Linked DNA regions of Mus musculus: regions 2, 3 and 4 are each linked to region 1. Evidence: chromatin contacts called from public HiChIP or PLAC-seq and promoter capture Hi-C data. All regions are on one chromosome and are shown on one strand. The core of a region is the stretch at or near the end of the contact, and the rest is flanking DNA. Distances in the headings are between cores, read along the strand shown.

Evidence for each region. Promoter capture Hi-C pulls out the DNA fragments that hold promoters and counts their contacts. HiChIP or PLAC-seq counts read pairs in DNA pulled down with a chosen protein or histone mark.
Region 2: a contact with region 1 is called in an H3K27ac HiChIP or PLAC-seq map of bone marrow-derived dendritic cells, with 4 times the contacts expected there. The contact joins the promoter of P4hb here to the promoter of Rnf213 in region 1.
Region 3: a contact with region 1 is called in a promoter capture Hi-C map of pre-B cells, with 5 times the contacts expected there. The contact joins the promoter of Csnk1d here to the promoter of Rnf213 in region 1. A contact is called at or near these places in 1 of 39 promoter capture datasets (pre-B cells) and 1 of 115 datasets of contacts at active chromatin or transcription factors (pancreatic cancer cells).
Region 4: a promoter capture Hi-C map of pre-B cells shows a contact between it and region 1, with 4 times the contacts expected there. The contact joins the promoter of Mafg here to the promoter of Rnf213 in region 1. A contact is called at or near these places in 1 of 39 promoter capture datasets (pre-B cells) and 1 of 115 datasets of contacts at active chromatin or transcription factors (pancreatic cancer cells).

What each region holds. Positions count from the first base shown.
Region 1 is chr11:119,388,829-119,391,626 of GRCm38.p6, reverse strand. Rnf213 (ring finger protein 213) reads right to left here and starts at 1,528. Exons shown (of 68, transcript NM_001040005.3): 1 at 1,501-1,528. It overlaps Mir1932 (microRNA 1932), which reads right to left and starts at 1,155; the gene lies at 1,066-1,155.
Region 2 is chr11:120,571,771-120,574,610 of GRCm38.p6, reverse strand. It overlaps P4hb (prolyl 4-hydroxylase, beta polypeptide), which reads left to right and starts at 1,358. Exons shown (of 11, transcript NM_011032.3): 1 at 1,358-1,954. The coding sequence starts at 1,804.
Region 3 is chr11:120,989,942-120,992,658 of GRCm38.p6, reverse strand. Csnk1d (casein kinase 1, delta) reads left to right here and starts at 1,326. Exons shown (of 10, transcript NM_027874.2): 1 at 1,326-1,724. The coding sequence starts at 1,649. It overlaps LOC115486436 (a long non-coding RNA gene), which reads right to left and starts at 1,295. Exons shown (of 2, transcript XR_003949839.1): 1 at 1-1,295.
Region 4 is chr11:120,632,151-120,634,850 of GRCm38.p6, reverse strand. It overlaps Mafg (v-maf musculoaponeurotic fibrosarcoma oncogene family, protein G (avian)), which reads left to right and starts at 1,304. Exons shown (of 3, transcript NM_010756.3): 1 at 1,304-1,489. Gm17586 (predicted gene, 17586) reads right to left here and starts at 1,101. Exons shown (of 3, transcript NR_165823.1): 1 at 359-1,101.

The DNA.
Region 1 (2,798 bases), core at 279-2,778:
GTTAAGAATGGGAGTTGGGACTGGAGGCTTTCTAGCAAACAGGAGCTACAGGAAAGGGCAGAGGCTGAGAACTGGGGTCACAGGCTTCATGAAGGTTGGGAGCTAGACAAGGTGGTGGCATTGAACAAGTGCTTTCTCAGGTAAAAGTGTGGTCTGCCTCAGCCCTCTGTCCTCTCTTGAGAGATGTAAATTTCTTTTAAGAAAGCTCTGCTTTTCGTGGGTAGTGGTGGTGCATGCCTTTAATCTGGGGAGGCCGAGCAGGACAGATCTGTGAGTTCGAGGCCAGCCTGGTCTACAGAGTGAGTTCCACGTCAGGCAGGGGCTATAAAGAAACCGGGTCTTGAAGGCCAAAAAAACAAACAAACAAACAACAATAACAAAAACAAAATGGGGGGGCGGAGGAGGAGAAAGAAAGTTCTGCTTCTCAAACCATGAGTCTCACAGAACAAACTGAAACACACCACGGGGTGGCAGGTTATCTCCTACTACAATTTTCGGTTGGTGTGCCCAAAGCCAACACCACCTAAGTCAGTTCTCTAGTGCTGCTCAGGAAACTGAGAAGCCTGGACTAGAGGCAGCCTTGCACAAGTAAGCGGCCAGCGGCACCGCCTCTCCTTTCCACCAGCTAGAGGACCCTTCCCGTGCCTCCCCCCCTGGAAACTGCGAAGCCCGGACTAGAGGCAGCCTTGCACAAGTGAGCGGCCAGCGGCACCGCCTCTCCTTTCCACCAGCTAGAGGACCCTTCCCGTGCCTCCCCTCCACCCCCCGCCCGGGCTAGACTAAGAAAAAAGCAGATGGGTTTGGGCTAGCCCATTGCGAGCGAGCGCACCTCTCGCTGCAGCTTCGGGGACAGGGGAGGCTCCCGGCTTTGACCTAGGTAAGATCAGCGCCCTGGGCACAGACGCCTGGCACGAAAAAGTTCTGGCTTCAGTTGGTGAGGGCAGACATCTGGCTCGCAAAAGTTCTGCTGCAGTTGGTGAGAGCAGATTCCGGGGCGGAGCCTGGGACCGCTTTACGCGAGGACACGGGGTTGTGTAGGTTGGGGGTCCCCGACCTTCCTGGGTGTTGCTGGGGAGCAGGGCCGACCTAGCGCTGTCCGCAACCCGAGAGTTAATGGGGTCGGAGACTCAGGGCCAGGCTGGACCGGCTGCCTGCAGTGAAACCGAAACTTGGAACATGAAGGAAGTGGCCGCTGGGCGCCGGCGCATCAGGACGCAGGCACCATTCAGGGACTGTGACCACAGGGGCCATGAGCCGCCGGCCCACTCTTCCCTAGCAGGACCGGCACCCAATGAAACAGCATCCAGAGCTCCGCATGTCGCCCCGTGGACCCTTGGCCCGAAACACCCGCGCCCTGCCCAACGGGACCTTGCACCCCGGTCCCTGCGCGTCCCTGAGACCCACATCCCGCACCCTAGGCCTCGCGTCACTGCCCCTGGACTTGCATCCCGCTCCTAGCCCAGCACCAGATCCTGGAACCCCGAAGCCCCTCGCTCGCACCTGCAGTGCCCATGCGCCCGCGCGGACTGGCGCGCTTCGATGAGGGGTCACGGGGCCGGCGCCGCCCCTCCGCCTCCTTGGCGCACAGCCTTGCTGGAATTCCCCGCCTGGTGGCGCCGGCCTAGCTCGCTTGTCCAGAGCGACTACAGCCGCTGCGTGCCCACGGCCTTCGAAATCTCACTGGCTCTTGCACCAGGGTTGCACATTCTCCCCCAACCAGGACGGACCGCCCTGAATGGGTGACCATTGATAGGTTCAAACCTCTAGCCCCAGACATCCAGCACCTTGGACAGTATCCAGGATTTAGCCAAGCTGAAGCCACCCACAGAAGGACCTGGAGGACAGCAAGAGTGTTCACCTACAGGTTGCGTGCATGCAAAGTAGAGTGATGGCAAAGAAGTGATGGCAACCCATCACATCGAAGTCCACCAAAAGCCGCTAGCAGTAGTCATTGCTAGTGGACGGCCACACTGTGTGCTTGCACTTTCTCATCTGTGAGTCTCAGTCATGTCCTTTGCCCCCAAAGCTTTTTAACTAAGTATTAGCAAGTGTGGGGAGACCAAGCACTCAAATATCTTGAGCCTATGGGAGCCATTCTTGTTTAAAGTACCACAGTATCTGAGGATGGCCCTGGACTTCTGATCCTCCTACCTGTGTCTTTTTGTTTGGTTGGTTGGTTGGTTTGGGTTTGATTTGGTTTGGTTTTTTGAGACAGGGTTTCTCTGGCTGTCCTGGAACTCACTTTGTAGACCAGGCTGGCCTCGAACTCAGAAATCTGCCTACCTCTGCCTCCCGAGTGCTGGGATTAAGGGTGTGCGCCACCACGCCCGACTTCCTGCCTGTGTTTTAAGGGCTGGGGCTACATGTGCATACCACCATGGCTGGTCTTATGTTGGAATGGAACCCAGGGCTTCTGGATGCTCAGCAAGCACTGTACCAACTGATCTCGGTTCCCAAACCTCCATGCAGCTCTCTCAAAGTCTTCCTCCTATGCACCTCGGGGCCAGACCCTCATCTTCCCAGATTTTTAAAGTTTTTTTTTTAATTGCACTTATTTATGTTGTTGTATTAGAGCCACAGCATGCAAGTGGAGCTCCAAAGACAGTCTTCTGGAACCGCCTGTGGCTTAGTTTGTTCCTTATGGTCATTCTTTACACTTAATGGGTTCCCTCCCTCCTCTGGGGGTGGTGGGGTTGAGTGAGAATGGCTTCCATGGGCTGATATGTCCAAATACTTGGTCCCCTGTTGATTGAACTGTTTGGGAAGAAGTAGGAGGTGTGGCCTTTTCCACAGGAGGT
Region 2 (2,840 bases), core at 109-2,608, 1.2 Mb before region 1:
TCTTCCAGGGCAAATTCATTCATAGCTCTCCTAGGCCTGCAAAGTCATCCCGTATATACTCGAAGGTTTCCCAGTGAGCTCCGACCAGGATCTGACTCCCTCTCTGCCTACACTGAATGGGTTGGGGCACAAAGGACTTGGTCTTCAAGGGAAGAAACTCACACTAGATAAGAGGAGTTTCTAGTAGGAAAGGTAATACATGCATGTCCTTATTGACAACGTTGCTAAAGAAGCTACTGCCAGGCAGTGATGGCACACATCTTTGATGCCAGCACTCTGAGGAGGCAGAGGTAAATGGATCTCTGAGTCCAAGGCCAGGTTGGTGTCTATCGAGTTCCAGGGCTATACAGGAAAACACTGTCTTGAAAAACTAAAAACAATTAAAAAAAAAAAAACTATCAAAATACAAAACCATATGCCATATTTCTTGTTTTTTATCCATTTCTGAGAGCAGTGTAGTACTAGTCAATCTATATACTTAATATTTGGGTGTTTGCCTTTTCTAATGACCCTTGACAATCAGGATAGTTTTCGTAGTGGGAAGTGAAAAAAGAAGATGCTTCTAGGAGTGAGCTCCCGGGCTGGGCGTGGAGAGCAGGTCGGTTGACAGCCGGGGAGCAGTAAAGAAAGAGAAAGATGGACCGAACACGGACAGGGACTGCTCACAGCTGTAACTACAGCACCCAGTGGGCCGGTGCAGATCTTTTAAGTATTTCCTCGGGTTCCAGGCCAGCCTGTGTACAATGAGTTCCAAGTCACTAAGGGATAGAGACACAAAGTAGAAGATGATTCTGGAAAAGGAAGTCCAACCGAGACAAAATGTGACTCTCGTACGTAATGGAAAGGCTGATTCACAGAAGCCAAACCTTTTTATTATTCAGCCCAACGAACTCAAGAGCCATTTCAACATGTGGTCAGTATAAAGCGGACGGCACGGACTGCTTTCTCCACTTCCCCAGCAGCTTCCGCAGAGGTCTCGGGCACCGAATTCCGAATGGTGGACAGGAGCCTCGGACGACCACGGGGCGCCCGAGAAACGTGCCCGCGGCGTGGGGACACGCCTGGCAGCTACCGCAGCCGAGAAAAGCACAGAACACCGACCCCGAAACTAGGGTCCGTCACCCAAGACCTGGGCAGGGACCGCACGAGCCGCACGCGCACCGGAAGTGGCGTCCCTGGCTTCCTTGAGGAGACTTGGGGGCGGTGCCAGTACGGAAACGCGGTCCAGTCAGAATGCAACACGAGGGGCTTCGGAGGCGCAAGCGTAGCCCCGCCCAGGGGTCCGGGACTCCGCCCACTGCCACGTTCGACGGAGAATCGGGCTGGGTACGCGCATCTCTCCACCAATCAGGAGCCACGAGGCCGGGCAGCGGAAAGCCGCAGCCATTCCAGACGTGTGGAAGGCGTGGGAAAAGTCGCCAGTCAGAAGTCCAGAAAGAGAAAGTTGGCTTTCGCCAGCGAATCAGACGCTGGGGGACATTGGGTTTGTGCGCGCGCGCGCGCGCCGTGGCCAATCCCAGGCAAGAACCGAAAGGCCTCCGGGTCTTTGTCGACTTGGTGGCCCAGCCTTGAGTGGGTGTCCAGTCCCCGCACGGCGAGGGCGGGTCTCTCAGCTCCTTGGCCAATCGGAGGGCGCGGCGGGGCGCATGCGCACGGCGGCTGACGCGCGCAGCGAGGGGGAGGCGTGGGCGCGTCCCCGGCCCAGGATTTATAAAGGCGAGGTCTGGACCGACGCGCGCTCTCGTCGCCTTGGCTGTCCCGGCGGCGCCAACCCAACTGCCCCGCCCGCTGCAGACGTCCGACATGCTGAGCCGTGCTTTGCTGTGCCTAGCCCTGGCCTGGGCGGCTAGGGTGGGCGCCGACGCCCTGGAGGAGGAGGACAACGTCCTGGTGTTGAAGAAGAGCAACTTCGAGGAGGCGCTGGCGGCGCACAAGTACCTGCTGGTGGAGTTCTGTGAGTGCGCCGTGGGCCTGGGCGGGGGGGGAAGGGCCCCTTGTCCACGGACTCCTCCGGGCCGCCCTCTGCGGCACCCAGCACTGTCCTGCGCGGCCGGCCCCTCTTGAGTACGGTGGCCCGTAGCCCTCAGCTTGCCCCACGGAACACGGACTGGCCGGTCCAGAGCTGCACCTCGCGGGTAGCACCTACTGTAAGCTTCTCTGCTTCCAGTTGTCCCAAGAGCATCCTTCCTACCCAAAGTAGAAGTCGTTGTAGTCAGAGCTCATTGAGGGGGACTGCGGGATTGAGAATCAAGAAGGTATCTTTGTGCACGACGTCCACATGGCCAGAACCTTCTGTTAGCTGGGAAAAACAGAGTGGGCTGTGTGAGCAGTTAGCAGTTCCGATAGAGTAGATCAAACGCTCTTTACTATGCCCACCCTACCTGTAACTTGCCGTATACCGGGAAGCAAGCCAGATCTAAGCCTTTACTTCTGCTTACAAGTGTGTGAGCTCCAACACAGCTGCCAGGTTGCCTTGACAGATTGTCACATTCCCATAGTAGAAAGAACAGCTTTGGATAGGCATCTGGACACGTACTTGCTACATATAGTGCTGGCCCAGCAACCTTTTAACTTTTCCTAGATTCTGAGTGGTAAACCCCAGGTATACACTGACCCTGATTGCTGGGGGCAGTACGAAGTTACAAGTCAAGGATGATTTTACAGTGCTGGTGGTCACAGGGCAAAGTAGGGATTGGGGTTGGTTTGTCACTCGTGGCCTCTGTCCTCATATTGCCCAAGAGCACCAGCTATCAGTGCAGTCTCTTGACTGCATTAAGAGGGGTTATCTTGGTATGCTGATAAGGTTTTTATGAAAGGAAGTACAAAGGGAAGAAATAGAC
Region 3 (2,717 bases), core at 77-2,576, 1.6 Mb before region 1:
GCTCCCAGAGGGAAGACCGCTAGGCAAAGATCAGGCCCGAGGTTGGTAAGAGAGAGGTTAGGCCAGATACCAGGTTTGCTGTTTTCAGTTCAATATAGGGGCTTCTCAGATGAAGTTAGGTATTGTTCATCAACAGAAAAAAAATTATACTTGAATTCTGTCAGTAAGATTATTTTTACTAGTTTGGCCGCATCTGGCTCTGACTCCTGGACTAAAAAGCTAGGCAGTTCCCATACCTGCCGCTCAGTGACCACTGGTTTCAGTTTGCCTTGTGGTGTCTTCTGTCTCCGGCTGTGTAATGCTCCCCAACCTGACTGCCAACTGTGTGCAGGCAGGCACTGCAGGACCACCAAAAGGAAGGGTGGTGGAGCTGGGAGACTAGAAGACATGTCAGCTCCACGTGCTTCTGCAGGGCTGCTGAGTTGTCATGCAGCGTGATACCCTGTGCAGATGCTACGGGTGCTAGCTGACCAAATAGAAGCATTACACTCATCTGTGACTCTCGTGTTTCTGGCTGGGTGAGAGTGGGCCTAGAAAAGCATCTATTTGGAAGGTTGTCCCCTCCTGGTTAGGGGGCACCTCCTGTGTGGTAGCTCCTCCAGAGTCCCTCCTCAGTGGTCAGAATGGACAGCCAAGTCTTGGAAGCTGGCCGTCAGCCTGAACTTCAGAATTCATGTTTGTGTTTGCCAGGGGAACATGCAGATCCAATGCAGACCAGATAAAAATGTTGACTCTCTCTCCAGGCAGACAGCCCTGGAGAGCGATCAGAGTCTGAGACATACCCTCTACACCCTCAGTGAACTCAACACTGACCTTCCTGCCCACAGTGGGTCCCAGGAAGACCTCTTTTCTTCCACCCTTGTGTGCAAGAAGCTGGCAGGCAGCAGCAGGCACGTTTTGCACCATTCAAAGCCCACAACTGGTGATTCCTACAAAAGCTAACTGTCTACCTGTGATCTCAGAGCTAGGCCTGGACCGCCCTCTCTGCCCTTTTCCCCTATCTGTAAAGGGCCTTTCCCGGGGTCTACAAAAGGAACTGCTATTCGGCTTCTCTCTGCCTGTTTAGGGGCAGGGTCGCTATAGCCCAGGCTGGTCTCGAACTCCCAAGGGCTGGAACTACAGGCATTTCTTACCACACATGGCTTAGCTTCCTCGGACTTCTATTGGAGACAAATGGGAAGACCAAAGAGACCAGCTGGAGTCATCCTGCGGGAACGGTGGACACTGGGACAGAGAAACAGGCCTGGTTGCGACTGCGCAATCCATCAAGTAGCCAAGCCCCGCCCCCGAGCACGGTGGCCCCGCCCCCTTGGGTTGCTAGGGGAAGTGACGTCACAGCGCGATGGCGGCGGCTCCTTTAGGCAGCTGAAGGGGGATTTAGGCCCGGAAGATCCGAGTCCATCCGCGGCGGGGAGAGGGCGAGCGGGGCCGGCAAGGGCCGGAGCAGCGGCGGCGGCGCTCGGACTGTCCCATCCGCCCCGTATTGAGGCGCTGAGAGCGACGGGGCGACCGGAAAGCGATGGTGAAAGCGGGGCCGTGAGGGGGGCGGAGTCGGACCGGACCCGCAGTAGCGGCAGCAGCGGCGCCGCCTCCCGGAGCGCAGACCCAGGAAGCGGCCGGGCGGGCAGTAGCGAGCCGCACCGCTGCCATGGAGCTGAGGGTCGGGAACAGGTACCGACTGGGCCGCAAGATCGGCAGCGGCTCCTTCGGAGACATCTATCTCGGTGAGGCCCGGCGCCATCGAGCGCCCGGGGGCCTTGCGGATCGGCGGGCGGGGTCCCCGGCAGGCCGAGGCCTGCGGAGGGCCGGAGTGGACGTTCGGCATCCCCGCAGCCGAGGGCCCGGGCACCGGCCTCGGCCAGACACCAACGGCCGCTGTGCGAGCGCGGCCGGGGGGCTGGGCGCGGCGCGGCGGGTCGGGGTGGGGTGCGGGGAAGGGCTGGAAGGACAGGCCGGTCTTGGGGACTGCAGGCCGGGGGGCAGAGCTCGGAGCGTGTCTGGGGATGGTCGGGGACCCGGGAGAGGAAGAAGGAGGCCTAGAGGCGGGGGCCAGCGGGCCTCGGTGGTGGGGTGTCAGAGGGCGTGGGAAAAGGACTGGGGGCGGGGGCCGGGGGGGGACAGCGGGGAGGGGGAGGGGAGAGCGGGGCAGGGGAGGGCAGCAGGCTGGGGGTGGGGCCCGGAGGGGGCAGGGCCTGGGCCGGGCGTCAGCATCCTCCCCCACCTAAGGTCACCGCAGTAAACAAAGGCCATGCTCTGCTCCGCCAAGGGTCTGGTGCTGTTCCTCAGCTCTGCAGTGGCGTCCTGGATGTTTTCATGTGTGGGGGAGAAATGTCAAAATAAGCCAGATGTAGTGTGGAGGTGGGGAGTGTCCCGGTCAGAAATGGGGGAAACGACCGGCTGATTTCTGAGGGTTCTTGGAGCAGTCTGGGCCTGCTCTTTTCCACAATGGCATCTCCACTTAGCTGACCCGCTAAAGGGATCACCCATAGCCTCCTGGCTGCCACTCTCCTCCAAATCAGGACTGAAAATGTTCCCTGTGCCTGGCCTGAAAGGCCTTGGTTTGGTTGGGGTCTTGAGGATATGTTGAGCATCTAAGTTGACTACTGGACACCCGGAAATCAACAGGAATGAAGTTTTGATGAATGCAGATGCATTCAATGTCGAGATGTAGGCAGAACAGAGGGGAGAGAAGTGGTGTGGAAGGAAGTTCTCATGAT
Region 4 (2,700 bases), core at 55-2,554, 1.2 Mb before region 1:
CACACCTCCTAATAGTGCCATTCCCTATGGGCCAAGCATTTAGACACGGCATTTAGAATTCATGCAGGCCATTTCTATTCAAACCACCACAAGGCATAAGGAGTAATTCTCTGTATTCTGAGACTCTGGCTACAGCCAGTGAAAGATAAAAGCTCCCCCCCCCCCACTCCCCAAAGAAATACAATGTAAAGAATTACTTTTTGAGGCTGGGTGTGGTGGCACATGTTTTTAATCCCAGCACTAGAGAGGCAGAGGCAGTCGGATCTCTGAGAGTTTGGGGCCAGCCTGGTCTAAACCTTGTCTCAAGAAACCAAATTTGACACAAAGGACACACACAGGCCCCCTCCAGCCTGCTTACCCCCTTTTCCTTGTCACCTATGTTACAGAACGAGTCACCTTTTCACGATTCCCAGAGAAGACAGGGTCAAATAGAACGTTCAGAACCTCGAAATGAAAACTTGATCCCTCCTACTTTCCTTCTTTTTTACTTTTTCAACAGCAGCGAGAAGTCTCACAGAAAAAGTAGCAGCAGAATGCACCCAAAGTAGTTTCAAATGCGGCAGAGAAGGGTTGGGCAAAGTGCACAACTCCTACAGTGCACGCACACTACCCGAAGAGATGGTCCACGGCCGCAGGTGAAGCCCCTAGCACCCTCCGGAGATTAGAATCATTAGTGAGCGTCCTCCAAGCCTTCGTGTCATCGTGGATAGTTTGGGGATCTGAGCTGGGGTTGGGGCTGTGCCCCTCAACAGCCGTGTCCTTTTCAGACTGCTGACCCATTTAGAATGAGGACGTCGCAGCAGAACGGGGTAAGGAACTAAATCACTGTGTCACACCTTCAAAACAGCAAATAGGTTCCCGCGTGGTGACGCTCATCTGTGAGTTCCGCTTTCAGGGGGCCGAGGCAGGAGCATCTCAGGGAATTGAAATCCAGTCTGCTCGCTGTACAGTGAAACTATGCATCCAAGTGAAGAAAATCAAACAAACCTCCCATAGACCTCGGTCTGAGTTGGTGTGGAGATCGGGAGGGAGCTAGAGGCATCCGAGTTGGGGCCACTCCGTAGAACCTGTCTCTGCAGGAGCACGGTCAACCCGGCGAGCGCCGGGACGACTCCCGCGAGACATTGCCAGGGCGCGGCGGGCGTTGCCAAGGGCAACGGCGCGGGGCTGCGCAGGCGTGATGGGGGCGCGCTCGCCTTGCTGCCGCCTCGCCTTTCCCTTTAAGCTTAGGCCAGCCGCGTCGCCGCTTCATGAATGGAACCCACGTGACCAAACATCATGTGACGTCTGAGGAGCGGCGGCGGCGGCGGATTCTGAGCCCGGTCCGGCCCGGCCTTCCCAGCGCGCTTGGCCCGGCCCGCGCAGGCGGCCAGTCCTCCTAAGCCCCCGGCCCGGACCCTTCGCGCCCGCCCCAGCCCCGCGCAGCCCCGGAGCGCGCGCGCGCGGCCCCGCCCCAGCCCCGCCTTGGCCCGCCCGGGCCCGCAGTGTGGTGAGTGCGCGGGGCTGGGGCGGGCGGCGGGGCCTGGCCTCGGGGTTGCGGCGCACCCGACGGCAGCGCGTGCCTTGGTTTCCCCGCCAGCCGGCTGTTCGCCTGTGTCCCCCTAGAGCCGGCGGACCGGGCGACCGCGAGGCTGGGGACGGGCGTGCGCGCGGCGGCGGACCCCGGGTGCCCTGCGGGGGGCGCGATTTAAGGGCGAGCTGCGCGCGTCTGCCCGGGTCAGCGGGGTGGCCGCACCGAGCTGCTGACTCATCAGGTGTCCGTCGGCTTCCGCGCGGGCGGGGTCGCGCGCGGGCCCACAGGGGAGGCGGCGGGGAGACCCTGCTGCGCGGCTTGGGCTCGCCACGCGGGTGCGAGCCCAGCGGAGACGTGCTGAGTCATCAGCATGAGGTCACTCGGTGCTCCTGCTGACGCTGGGCCAGGGCGGGGGGCCGGGGCCCGCTATCGGCCGGTCTAGTCGGGAGACAGGGCTCGATCCGGGTGGTGAAGGTCGGGCCGGGATCCGGGGTCGTGTTTAAGTTTGACAGACCTGTGAGTTGGAGGCAAAGGCTCCGAAGGAGGCATTGCAGGGGCGCGCCGCAGGTTTCTCCCGGGGTGGAAGGTAAAGCCCCGGGCGTGCGCATCCTTGCCTGGTTCTTGGGCTCCTGGCCCGGGTCCCACAACTGGGGCAGTTCCCCAAACCCGGAGACCGATCGGTGTACGCTGAGGGGAGGAGCTTAGGTGGGCCGAGCCAGCTCGTCTGGGAAGCAAGCTTTCCTTCTCTGTGACCCTGAATGGCCAGGCTTCGTCGGTCCTAGATGGGGAAGACCGGGAGGCAGGGGGAGAAGGGTCTGTGGCTTGAAAGAAGCTGGGGCAGCTCTAACCAGCTAAGGAGAGCAGAGTGTGGATCTAGGCAGCTGGTGAGAGTTTTTGAGGTGCAACCATGGAGTAGAAGATGTAGTTTTATTTATCCCAATGTTATTCCTTTCAGAAGAGTTTGGGGTCCCACTGTTGCCTGGAGTTACCAAAAAGTGTGTGTGCCCTGTTGGGTGTCTGGAGACTCTTGGGAGGTGACAGTTTTGTGGGGTGTGGCTGAATGGCTGTTTACTGACTTATCTGTCGTGAAGGTTCTTGAACTCCATCCTACTGCTTTCCTTGCCCAGGGATTCATGTCTAGACTGTGCTTACCTTGTGGTTTGTGCTAAGGGATGTCCCCTTAACCC